2 separate regions of the Cyprinus carpio genome follow, and region 2 is linked to region 1. The links are chromatin contacts, called in public Hi-C maps. All regions are on one chromosome and are shown on one strand. Each heading gives the region's core, a stretch centred on a gene start, on an enhancer-like site or on the middle of the called end of the contact. The rest is flanking DNA. Distances are from core to core; before and after follow the strand shown. Region 1 holds the start of LOC109069638 (protein unc-45 homolog B-like). Region 2 holds the start of ca8h9orf116 (UPF0691 protein C9orf116 homolog).

What was found. Hi-C and Micro-C count contacts between places; a contact is called where the count stands out from the background.
Region 2: a Hi-C map of red blood cells shows a contact between it and region 1, with 3 times the contacts expected there. The contact joins the promoter of ca8h9orf116 here to the promoter of LOC109069638 in region 1. A contact is called at or near these places in 2 of 8 Hi-C or Micro-C datasets (red blood cells and skeletal muscle).

What each region holds. Positions count from the first base shown.
Region 1 is chrA8:6,012,702-6,019,404 of ASM1834038v1, reverse strand. LOC109069638 (protein unc-45 homolog B-like) reads left to right here and starts at 3,262. Exons shown (of 20, transcript XM_042761779.1): 1 at 3,262-3,379; 2 at 4,259-4,429; 3 at 4,512-4,548; 4 at 4,708-4,883; 5 at 4,969-5,058; 6 at 5,180-5,347; 7 at 6,347-6,512; 8 at 6,648-6,703. The coding sequence starts at 3,374. It overlaps LOC109069646 (phosphatidylinositol 4-phosphate 5-kinase type-1 beta-like), which reads left to right. Exons shown (of 15, transcript XM_042761780.1): 15 at 1-204.
Region 2 is chrA8:6,154,022-6,160,724 of ASM1834038v1, reverse strand. ca8h9orf116 (UPF0691 protein C9orf116 homolog) reads left to right here and starts at 2,568. Exons shown (of 3, transcript XM_019108907.2): 1 at 2,568-2,857; 2 at 3,696-3,774; 3 at 3,852-4,171. The coding sequence starts at 2,646. The coding sequence ends at 4,034. It overlaps LOC109094839 (tight junction protein ZO-2-like), which reads right to left. Exons shown (of 23, transcript XM_042761785.1): 22 at 6,034-6,119; 23 at 4,341-5,501. The coding sequence ends at 5,330.

The DNA.
Region 1 (6,703 bases), core at 2,013-4,512:
CATTTGGGGATGGGTGAGTTTCATACACGCTTTTACATTCTCTCAGAAGATCCTTTTCCTAGAAGCATCCAAATGATTGCTTGATGATAGATGCTAGTGCGCTTCTGATTTTTAAATGCCATGTCAGAAATGTCTTTTGAATATTATTAATGCACCTTTGTTTGTTTTGAGGCCATAATTTATTAAATCATTATTATAAATTAACTTTGTGTTAATGGTGTGAATTTCATGTCAATCAGTATTTTTTGGGGTTAGATCTCTGCCACAGTTCTGCGTGCAAAAGAAGATATTTTGAGTGCATTTTGCAAGTGTGCAATCTGAGTTTTGTGGAGAAAATGTTCGTCTCGCAAAGAAAAAAGTATTTAGAGCGCACTAAAATCTAAATCAAGTTTTTGGATGTGTGCAGACCTCCTCTTTTGCGCGTGCAACGTTTCACTAGCTTTCTCCCTTGATGCCCGCCCTCAGTGCTCTCTATGCTCAACACAACCCAGCGTTACAATATGCCATAATTACAGCCAATCAGAGACAAGACTGCTAAATTCTGATTGGCTGCCTTGACAACCATTCACAACATTCCTTGCATTACCATGGCAGCAGAAGAGGAAAAATACGGTGCATACATAATTATTATGCAAGTTGATATTCTGATTATATTTTTTTTCCAAGTACGTTTTACCAATTCCAAACAACATCAATCTTAATAACTACTAATAATCTTGTATTTAATCACTTATAACAGATATATAATTGTTCATGAAGGCTGGAAGTGAAAAATGCTTTATATTCAGGTGTGCATAATTATTAATCAGGTTATCTTCTACAGATATAATCTTGAGATGGACTAAAAATTAACTTCCAAAACTTACTGCCAGATTCTGGAAGATAAATTCTTCAAACAGTGGTACAAGAGGATGTGGTGCTGGTCCTTCCAGAGTCACTCTCAACTTATCTGGTCTATATATATATATATATATATCAGTCTTCAAGTATTTTACTACACTTCAGTGTGTGATTCTTATTAAGTAGGGGTCATTTTTAGGATTCTATACTTAACCTAAGTCTCTGAGAACCTGACACCGATACTCCAGGTAGGTTGCAGTTCTGGAAAATGGTGGCGCTGGAGACTAAATGGTTCCTTGTGATTTCTAATCCTTTACCTTAATTCTTTTGCAGTAAACATGCATCTTTTCTTCTACACATGTTTTTGACTGACCCTGCTGAACCACTGAGCATTTTGCTGTCCAGTGGTTATACATTAACTTTGCTATTTCTAGTATTGCATTAGTTTGGAATATTTGTAATGGGCATTTAATAATTTTTGACTTTCAGTCTGAGTTAAATATCTTTTTTGGCTCATTTTATCTGTAAATGAAAATCTGCTTAATATCTGCTTAATATTTATGCACACCTGAACATTTTTCACTTCCAGCCTTCATGAATAATTATATATCAATTATAAATGATTAAATACTAGATTAATAGTAGTTATTAAGATTGATGTAGTTTGGAATTGGTAAAATGTGCTTGAAAAAAACAAAAAACAATATCAACTTGGATAATAATTATGCATGCACTGTATTTTTCCTCTTCTGTTGTCATTGTAATGCAAGGAATGTTGGTATTGGTTGTCAAGGCAGCAAAAATTGATTTTCGTGCGCTCAAAATACTTTCTTCTTTGCGAGACTTTCTTCTTTGCGAGACTCCGTTCGCACGTATGCAAAACGCACTTTTGCGCGCTCAAAATATGATAGTTTGCCCACAGAATTATAGCAGAGATCTAATCCCATAGTATTTGGCCATTTTGAGATTATTGCGACGTGCATTGTTTGTGAATAAATGTATTATGTACAGATGATCCCATTATGTTATCTACAGTATGAACTAATATTCAAATGTTTGGGGTCAGTAAGATTTTATATATGTTTGAAAGAAGTCTCTTGCACTCACAAAGGCTGCAATCATTTGATCAAAAAAACAGTTAAAGCAGTAATATTGTAAAATATTACAAGTTAAAATAACAGTGACAGTTTCTATTTGAATGTATTTTTAAATGTAATTAATTACGGTGATGGCAAAGCTGAATTTTCATCCTCATTACTCCAGTCTTCAGAGTCACATGATCCTTCAGAAATCAATCTAATACGTTGATTTAGTACTTTAAGAAACATTAGAAAAATAGAAATCTTTTGTATATATTATAAATGTCTTAAATGCAACTTTTGATCCATTCAATGTAATTTTTTTAAGGAAAAATATTAATTAAAAAAATAAACCTGTTACTGACCCCTAACAGTCTATATATTGATGTTATATTGCCAACTTGCTTAGATATTAGTATCAATATTGCCAGTGAAAATATCTCATCATTCATTTCCTTTTATACAGTATACATAAAATTTAGTGTTGAAACAGTTTTCACAAAGAAATTGCTTTTAATTTTCACAAAGAAATGGCAAGTAACAGATTAAATATGAATTAAACATGACATTTTTAAGTGGAAAGACTAAAATAGTATTTATTTGTAAATGAATAATCTTCAATTACAACACGGAAAAATATTTTTCAATAACAGGGTGACAACAGGGCATGCATATTGATTTTATATCAATAACTGAATAGATTAGGCAAAAAGTCTGTGGGTTTGTGTTTTTACCTTATTTTTGTCCAAAAACAAAAGCAATTTTATTTTAACATGATATTAATACTAACAGTTTTAATCATATTTAATTTATAATTGTGCATGATATATAATGTAGTGATAATAAGTAGTAGCAGTAGTGTTGTGACTCACCAGCACCTCCCAGAAGTTTGCAGGATGTTTTGTTACATTGTAACACCTTCCCCCAGTTCTTTACTACCATCTTCGAGAGTTCTTCCATTCTAGAAAGTACCAGTCAGACCTGCACCGCCCCAGCTGTTGGGACACACACCTCCTCCCCCCCTCCCATCGGTCGGCTCAGGACATTTGCTACTGATTTCTCAGCTGTCATTCTCTCTCCCTAAATAGACCATATCAGAGAGGGGCCATTTCACTGATATAAGGGGTGTCCACTTATCTGCAAACTAAAATGAATCTACCATCACAGGAATAAACAATCAGCATGACGTGGAATAACAACAAATCCTGAAAGATATAATCACAGGTTGTCATTGGTAAGATGCAAAATGCATTTGTATGAACAGGTGGGGTGGATGAAGACCTTGCCACCCCTCATAATAAAATGGATCCATCCATTATTCTGGTATGCCCCCCCCCCATGTGCAAGATATATATAAGTGACTCTTGGGGGGCTGTTACGACTGATAAACCCAAACGACAAGAAACTACACACAGGACAGACTTTCCTCATACGACGAAGCAGAATCGACTTCAATGACGGTATGTAACTATGATCACATGCAACAGTGCTTGTTTTTGAATGCATAATCTATAGAGGGGAATATATATGATGTATAGATAACAGAAGTTGCCACTGACTGTGTGCAGTATTGTGGAGGTCAGACCTCTATTTGTTGCCCAAATAAGGCATGAGGGTCAGACAGTTAAAGTCAGAGATAACATGTGCTTGACCATTTGCTTGAGAACACTGAAGGATTGGCACACAAAAAGGAAATTTGAACATGTTTTGATGTGCTACGTTTGAATGTTGCAAGAATGAACAATGTGTTAGGATTAAAAGTTTGTAATTAATGCAAGACACTACAGTCAAGAACACTGTTTTGTTGTTGTTGTTGTTGTTGTTGTTTTTTCTCCATGCACTGGTCAATTTTAGATTTTTCATAAAATGTTGTTTCAGACTAGTGGAAAGAAAACATTCAAAATATGCTTTTAAGTGTTTATTTTACACACACACACACACACACACACATACACACAAACACACACACACACACACACAAAGACACACACACTTAAATAATACAATAATAATTGTAATAATATTAATAATTACATAATTTTTAAAGAGATTAATTCTGCTACTTTAGTAAAAAAAAAAAACCATGTAATTTAAGTGGTATTTGTTGCATAATTTTTATATTTTTTAAAAAATATTTAAATAATAATTCTATTAATATTAATAATTACATGTTTTTAGAAAACAAATGCTGCTGATTTAATGTTGTGTGCAAGTATATTGTCTGAAAGCTCAATTAAAAAATATGTTTAAATGTAACACTTGAATGAATTTGACTGTAAACAGAAAAGAGTTGCATGTGAACAATATGTTACCTTTTAAATGGTTACATTCTCTGTTAGATGGGAGAAATTGCAGATCCAGTCCAGTTAAAGGAAGAGGGCAACAAGCACTTCCAAGCCGGAGAAATCGACAAAGCCATTGAGTGCTACACTAAAGCCATTAAGTCCTGTAAAGACAAGACGGCGCTTGCTGTCATCTACAGGAACAGATCAGCCTGTTTCCTGAAAAAGGTAAGAATCCTTTACACATTACAAGCCTATATAAAACACATCATATTTCTGCATGAATTTAATTCAATGTCTTGTTTTCCAGGAAAATTATAACAATGCAGTATCAGATGCCAGTAAAGGTAAAATGATTCACAAATTCATTATTCTTATATATATATATGTATATATATATATATATATATATATATATATATGTTCTGGTTTCAGGTTTCATTATACCATCAACTATTACTGTTACTATTGATCCATTAAAAAATCTGTTTCTTCTGACCAATTAGCTATCGATGTGGATGCCGCAGACATCAAGGCTCTGTACAGAAGATGTCAAGCGCTCGAGAAGCTTGGCAAACTGGACATGGCCTTCAAGGACGTCCAGAGATGTGCAACCATAGAGCCTAAAAACAAGACGTTCCTCGAGACCCTCAGAAGACTCGGAGCTGAGATCCAACAGAAGGTGATGATCATTTCTGTAAAAATGCTTTTAAGTTCACATAATGTACATCTGAGTTTCTAAAGAGCATATCTGATTCTCTCTACAGCTGAAAACAACCTTCTCAACAGACTCCAGAGTACAGAATATGTTTGACATCCTATTTTCAGATGAATCAGATAAGGAAAAGCAAGAAAAGGTTTGAACAATTTCATCTCCTGTTCCCTTTTAGCTTTCAAGAGTAAAGCAAAAGCTAAATTAGTGTTAAACGCAGTCACATGATTCTCAGTAAATCTGAACTTGTTTGTTGGGTCCACTAGGCTGCCAACAACCTGATTGTCCTGGCCAGAGAGGACGCGGGTGCAGAGAGAATATTCCAGAACAACGGTATGCCTTTACTCGTGCAGCTCATTGACACAGGAAAACCTGAGATGATTCTGGCTGCCATACGAACCCTGTCAGGAATGTGCACAGGCCACAGAGCACGGGTGAGGAACAGCAAAATAATCATTTTCTAATCTTTTTTTCTCTAAAAATATTTAAACATCCTCACAAAATTGCACCAATTAAGATAACTACGATTGTAAATAAATATGCATACAGTATAAATTAATATGAGACTTGTTTTTTAGAGAATTTATGTTAAATTAATTAGTATTATTTTTGGTTTTATTTTATATTAAAATAAGATTTCCCCTATTTTTAAGCATAAATTAAAAATGTATGTGGGGGGGGGGACTTTATTTTATTTTTTTATGAATATGCTTATTTTTGTGGGTAAGAAAATATCCCTAAATCAGCACACTCTCTGCATTTATTATTTGGAGCAAAAAACAATATATAATATGATATAATGTAATATATTTCATGCACATATTAAGATATTAAGATGCTGTATTATATATTATATATTTATTATTTTAAATGATTGATTTTTATTTTCCTGAAAAACAAGACAAAAATATTGATTAAAATATTTTTGCTAATTTATGCAATAAAGCATTGAATAAAAGAATATGGATAAATAATAAGGAATACAATTAAGGCCACAAAACAAAACTTCTGTCTCAAAATGAAGACAAAAATCCTTTAATTAACAAATCTGAATTTGTTAATTATTAAGAATAAACATTTATAATATAATATAATATAATATCAAATATTAAGATTTTGTATTTTATATATATATATATATATATATATATATATATATATATATATATATATATATATATATATATATATATATATATATATATATATATATATATATATAACAAACAACACAAATACTGACTAGAATGTTTTGCAAGTTTATGCAATATCTAATGCAATAAAAGTGATATGCTAATAAGGAATAAAGGCCACAAAACACCCATTTTAATTCCACAGGTCTTAAATAAACATTAGTCTTCTTAGTGCACATCTGTATTTGCAAACCATTTGTTTAAAAATGTTTGTGTTAATAACATCTTTGGGTTTTAAAGGCAACTGCCATCATCCACACAGTGGGAATAAGCAAACTGTGCAGCGTCATGGCTGTAGACAATGAGGAGATCGTTCTGGCCACTGCAAACCTGTTGCAGTGTGTCTATGACTCCCTGTCTGGAGGAGACAAGAGAAATTATGGAAAAGAAGAGGCCCTTGTACTCGGTAAGAGAAGACATCTGAGCAAATGTGAATTCAGAGTAACATTACTGAAGATTGTAATAATTTGACCTGATTTGCAATTGAGTTAAAACTGCAAACTCATTTCCTGCTTTCTTGCTCTTGTCTGATGACTGGCAGATTCCAGTAAGGACTTGAAGGATATTCTTCTTGCCTTGTTGGAGATGATCACAAGC
Region 2 (6,703 bases), core at 1,319-3,818, 140 kb before region 1:
TACAGCTGTTTTATCAGTTCCAAACACACACAGGAATTCCGGTTTGGGGAATGACCATCCTGATTCCTCTCTTACACAGGAAGGTTAAATAAAAAGAACCTCTAACAGGACAAAGGCATTTCATTTCTCACATGTCCGGACAGAGCTGTACAGTTCTACAATGACCACATCACTAAAGTCCTGTTTCTGGAGCTCAAACATTCGTCTATGGACCTGGACCAGCACATATTTGGAAACAGATCCATCATTTTCAGGTAGAGTTTATAGAACTAACATTTTTCCAAGCTTTTTGGGTCAAACTTTACATTACATGCTACATGAACAATATGTCACTGCTTTTTGGAGCTACTTTATTTAGGCCTACGCCAAGTTTTGGTAATATTTAAGTTCATTACAGTAATATTTAATATATATATGGACACTGCAATGATAAGTATTGCAGTATGTTTCAGCTGGCCGTTGGCTTTACTCCCAAAGTTGCCTTAATGCATAATTTAGATGTCTTGTTGTCAGTATAAAATGCTATGGATTATGTGAGAGACTTTTCCCTTTTTATTAGATCACCTGATTTTACTGAAAAAGTATTATACAATAATTAAAGAGCATTCTAATCTGTTTTATTTAATAAAACATTAGTTTTAACATTTTAGAAACCTAATTTTGTAGCCTAATTTTTTATCACACTATATCACGCCCTCTGTTGGCAAATTGTAATATTAAGCAGGGCGTTGAATTGTTAAATGATTTGTTTCCTGCGTGTATTTATATTTATATAGAATGGTTTGCCTACTGCATGTTTATAATAATTATGAGGCCTTGTTAGACTGGAACTTTTCAGTATTATTCTGAACAATGTGATTTCTGATAGAGAAGCCTCTGTTAATTAGTCTAACAATACTGCATTGTTTGAAGCATTACATGTTTTTCTACACCACTGCAGCAATGGATGGACTTAACTTCTCAGAATTATTCAGGCACCTCTGAGGGTCACTAATGGAGAAAAGTGAAGACTAAGATGTAACTTCTGAAGTCTGCAAAAGGAAAAGTACAAAAAAAATTAAATATGTCTACATTCTGCATGTTTTAAAACCATATACACTGTTTAATTTGACAAAGTTGTGCCTTGATGAGAAGAAAGGAGCCCTTTTTAACTGCTTCACAGTCCATTATTACTTTTGGTACGCGCTAGGCCAGACTCAAACTCGTACCGTGAGTAATAATGCACTGTGGCAGTTTGTTTATCAGCGAGGAGAAACTCAAAACAGGTGGGAAGCAAATGCATGAAGAGGAAACATTTCAATGTTTCACTTGCATAAATGCACACTTCCCACTTCCATAAAAAGCCAACCATGCCAACACCTACTTCCCTGTGTTGTGGCACTTGAGACTTGATGACAGGCCTCTGAAATCTGTATTGTTTTCATTTTAGGTTTGAAATTAATTAAACTGCATACAATCCAAGGAGTGGAAATTCTGGATGATAACTCAAAATGTTTGTAAAGGGTATGCAGCATGACATTTCATATGCAGCATTTAAAACAGTCAAGCAGCTGGAAAATCTAAACATCAGTTCCAGCTGAAATCAAGAGGCCCTAAATCTGGGTTTTACTATTATTTTCTATGTAGAAGAAAACTATGTGATGTAATGTAAATGTAAGAAGTGTGTTACAGGTTCATGTAGAAGTGGTTGCATGATGTCTAAATAAATGAATCTAAGAATAATTTATTTTGTAAAGAAGTAATAATGGTTGAATCAGATGTTCTTTTGTTGTCCGTATAGGTCTGTGGATGTCTGACCTGAATGTGCTAATTTTAGTATGCATTTGTATCTATTTGCTTTTGTAATAAAACAAATTTCATCACAGTGCAATAATTGTACAAAAAATACTTTAGATAAACAGAACAAATGGGTTTAAAAAAATTTTTTTGTTTTGTTTTTTATTGCTTAAGAGTGCTGAACTTTCTTCCTGCATCTTATACTTCATGAAATCCAGAATGGTAGCAAAGCTGAAAGGTTTGTTTGAGCTGCGCCCTTAACTGTACAGAAGCAAGCCCAGCCCAGACAAGATATTGTAGGTTTTTTTTCTATGTAACTTTCCTCAGCATTGGTGCAATATGCAGCTGATGCAGATAGATCAAGAAAATGGTAATGTGTAAATCATGTTTAAATGTTTTTTTTTTTTTTTTTTTTACTAAATAAAAATTATGTACAATTTGTTTACATTTGAATACTTGTTTCTCTTTACTTTACTAATAGTCGTTAACCAAAAGAACATTTAAACGCTAGGCTACTTTAGATTAAAAACCTTTAATAGGCTTACTGAGTAAATTCAGATTAAACACACAAACCAACACATTCTTACCTGGGAAAGTTTATCCAGTTTGGTCAGGAATTTAAATGTAGGCGTTGTTATTTTTTATTGAGTGGCGGACTCATCAACTTGTATGGAGCAGTCGAATGTGGCATCTTGTAAAGCGTAGTCAGTTTAGTTATTAATGCACAATCAATGCACATTAGGTGTTGCCAACTAATATAGTGGAACTGCTGCCTGTCCCGATTAAACCCATTCAAAACTATTGAGAGCTCCATTAACCACGTGACCGCGTGGCGGCGAGATCAAAGCTCAACACGTTACTTAGTTACAATGTTGATAGCAACCACGCGTACGGGATGCATAAAGACTCACTGGGGGCTTGAAGCAAACGGAAAAATGGACGATCATTCCGCAGATGAAGGAACAAGAACGGAGCCTGAACCGTTGTTTAATACAACTGAAATAAAGACAAGCGATGTGTACAAGGTGGATATAAATTTACCAGCTCGCTTCAATAATCCGGAGTGTTTCAGAGGATACAGGTGAGAACAAACATTCAGCCGCAGTGCATCATGTGGGACCTAAATTTATTTATTCGTTTATTCATTATATATATATATATATATATATATATATATATTAATAGACTATTCTTTCATAATTATTTGATGAATAAAAAGTTAGAAACAACAGCATTTATTCAAAATAGAAATATTTTGTTACATTATACACTAACGTTACCGTTCAAAAGTTTGGGTCAGTATTTTTTTATTTATTATTTATTTTTTTTAAAGAAACTAATACTTTTATTAAGAAGGGATGTTAAATTGGTAAAAATTAAAATAAAAAATAAGTGATAATAAAGACTTCTATTGTTAGAAAATATTTATATTTTAAATAAATGCTGTTCTTTTTAACTTTATTCATCAAATAATCCCGAAAAAAGTATCAAAGGTTCCAAAAATATATTAAGTAGCACAACAGTTTCCAACATTGATAATAAATCAGCATATTAGAATGATTTCTGAAGGATCATGTGACACTGAAGACTGGAGTAATGATGATAAAAAAGAGCTTTTCATCACAGAAATAAATTATATTTTAAAGTATATTACAATAGAAAACATAAAAATAAACCTTTACATTATTACTTTTTACTGTAACATTCATCAAATAAATTCAACAAACAATTCTACAAGAGACTTCTTTACATCACATTAAAAATCTTACTGATCCCAAACTTTTGAGCAGCAGTGTGTGTGTGTGTGTTTGTATATATATATATATATATATATATATATATATATATATATATATGTTGTTGATCCCATTTTCATGTAATAGAATACTAAGAATAATAAGCCTCAATATGCTTTCCAGGCAAAAAATGATCAACCCTTTATACCAAACAACAAATCAAACATATGGAAGCAAGAAACCAACAGTTCATGAAATGCCGGTGAGTATGCAGCACACGTTGACCTATCGTTAAGATTATTCAGACAATAGTATTTACACATACTGTTTATTTTTCAGATAACCTTTAACGGAAGTCGTCGGAAGTTTTCTGAGCATCTTCTGAGAAGCGGCATGTACAAGGATAACGGCTTCAACACGGCGCTGGACAAGAGCCGACTCACTGGACCCGATGCAACGACCACGTTTCACGACAGAATCAATTTCCATTACTTATACCACACAGATGGGAAATCTCAGTAAAAACAATCTCCATTTTGTTTGTACAGTAAAGTAATAAACAAGTCAGGCTAAATTGTGATGTAGTAATGCTTTGATCACTTTCTGTTATTGGGGTGTTTTCAAGGACAGTTACTTACCCTCATGTTGTTCCAAACCTATATGACTTTCTTCTGTGAAACATAAAATATATTTTGTGTTTTATGTCAGTGGGTTCAAATGTTGTTTGGTTCCCAACGTTCTCCAAAATATCTTGTTTGGAACGATGCGTGATGATGGATTCCAAGACACTTCCTGTTGAATTAATAAGAAGCACAACTACGTCAAGAATGTCAATATAGGTTCTTTTATTTGGTGTAGTAGAGTGAAATTCCACAGTAGACCTGAACGTAAATGTCCAGGGAATATTCTCTCAGCGTGTGACCCTCACACACAGTGGAAGCCATCAAAATATAATCCACGAGTTTTAGAAGCACTTTGAATCAGTGTGTGGAGGTAAAAGCGGACCAACGTACAATCAAGCGTGTTAAGAACATAATGCGGTTGGGCTGACATAAGATAAACCGTGACAACAGCAATTTCAATCTCGAGAACCAACCAGCATCAACCTGAATCATGAAGCGTCCCTTTGGAAACTCGTCAGTCGTTGCTGTCGCTACACTGAGGACATGGGCGGATGGTATTAAGGGTTTTGGTGTTGACTTTTCCCTGTTTTTCCTTGGAGCTGTAAGCAGCAAAAAATATTGTCCAGAGGGCTGGATTGTCAAGTCCACAGACCTCCAATGTTATTCGTAAAGTAAAAGGCACTTCAAAATGTTGTAACAAAATCCAGTGTATTGTCTCACATCATATACACACATGATCAGAAATGAAGGAATGTAAAGACAGTATAAACCTTAAAGAGAGTGATGATTTAAAACAGTTTTGCTTTATCAGGTTTATAAAAAGAAAGTAACAAAAAGCGGGTCTGTAGCACACGACACGTTTAAGGTTTTCATGGAGCGAAGAGAGAGAGAAACTCGTGGCGGGACGTTTCTGTTGCGTGGCAGAAACTTAAAAAATTGCATAGGCAAGAAAACATGGTTCTCGGATCACATGGAGGGAAACAAAACTAATGCAAATAGATTGATATATATATATAAAAACAATAAGATTCTGTCCTCATGGACAGAAAGTGTAACTTCTTTGAAGTGAAAAAGACAAATATAAGCGTGGGAAACTTAAAAGCAAACAGGACTTCCAAGTCAGCAGCAGTTTTGGTGCAGGGCGGCGCCCCGGTGGAATGGTGAAGCTGTGCGGTGAGCCGAAGCAGAGGAACTCTACAGCTCAGTGTCCTGATACTTTTGTGTGGTGGTGTAATAGCCGCGCTTGGTCTGCTCTGCCAGCTGATGTTGAAATCCCTCTCCGGGCTCCTCGCCAAGGCCGAGCGGGCGGCTCTCTGTGTACGGCAGCTTGCAAGGAGGCGTCTGGGGCTCTGGTCGCGCACTGGAGCTGCACACAAAGCAAATGCAGCAACATAAGTGAATGATTGACTGCACTTTTTGACACTTAAAGGGACAGGAAGCAAAATTGAAAATTCTGTCATTTACTCGCCCACTCAGTTGTTGGTAGCTATTGACTTCCAGATTTTTTTGCATACTATATAAGTCAATGGCTACCAGCAACAGTTTGGTTAGCACTGTTTTTCAGAATATCTTGTTTTGTGTTCAGCAGAGAAAATAAACTGATACAGGTTTGGAACACCTTGAGGGTGAGTTAATAGTGACACAATTTTAATTTCTGGGTAACAACCTTTAAGGTACGGTCACATTTATTCAGCAAATTTTTGTAGGTGAAATCTAGTTGGTTTAATAGGAATCCATGTAATTGGGAATTTGTTTTCACAACAATTTTGAGTTGGTCATGCCAATTTGCCACGTTAACCAACAAAAAAGCTGTGTGGTTTGAAAGTAACTTCTGTGCAAGCAGTGCTTGATACATTGCTACACCACTGACGATAAACAATACTGCTCCAGACTCTTACCCAATAGGTTGAGGCCTGCTGTGGTCCAGTTTCTGAGACTTCATAGGGACGGCATAGATGTCTGGATGTTTCTGAGCAATCTCCAACTGAAAATAAACAAATTCAACACATCAGAATATTATATGAATATTTTGGCAGAAAATGAGTAAGAACAACAATTTGCTGCATGAAATTATTATTATTATTTGAGAACATTTTCAAGAGTGCATTTTATTGGACAACATTTTAATATGCAAAATACATCATCAATATTTTTGATGTTTTTTCCATAAGAGAAAGGGTGTAAATTTTAATATATAATTTTGTTTAATATAGAATTTTTATTGTTTCTCTCTAACGATATATTAATTTTAAGTTGTGTTTGTCAAGCTACCTAGCATACAGATTATTGCTTAGCTAATACACATCGATAAGGCACAAAAACTGAACTTTTCACAAAAAATTCCATACAATTTCATAAAATTCCATTCAATTTATTTGTATAGCACTCAATATACTGTTTTATAATGCACAGTATGTATAAAAAAAATAAAAATTAAAACAAAAAAAAGAATTGCTCCAAAGCATCTTTACAGACAAGACAAAAATCCAAGAGATACAGGAACAATGGAAAAAAAATATATAATTAATAATAAAAATGTTAAATTAAACAATGATTGAAAAATTAAAC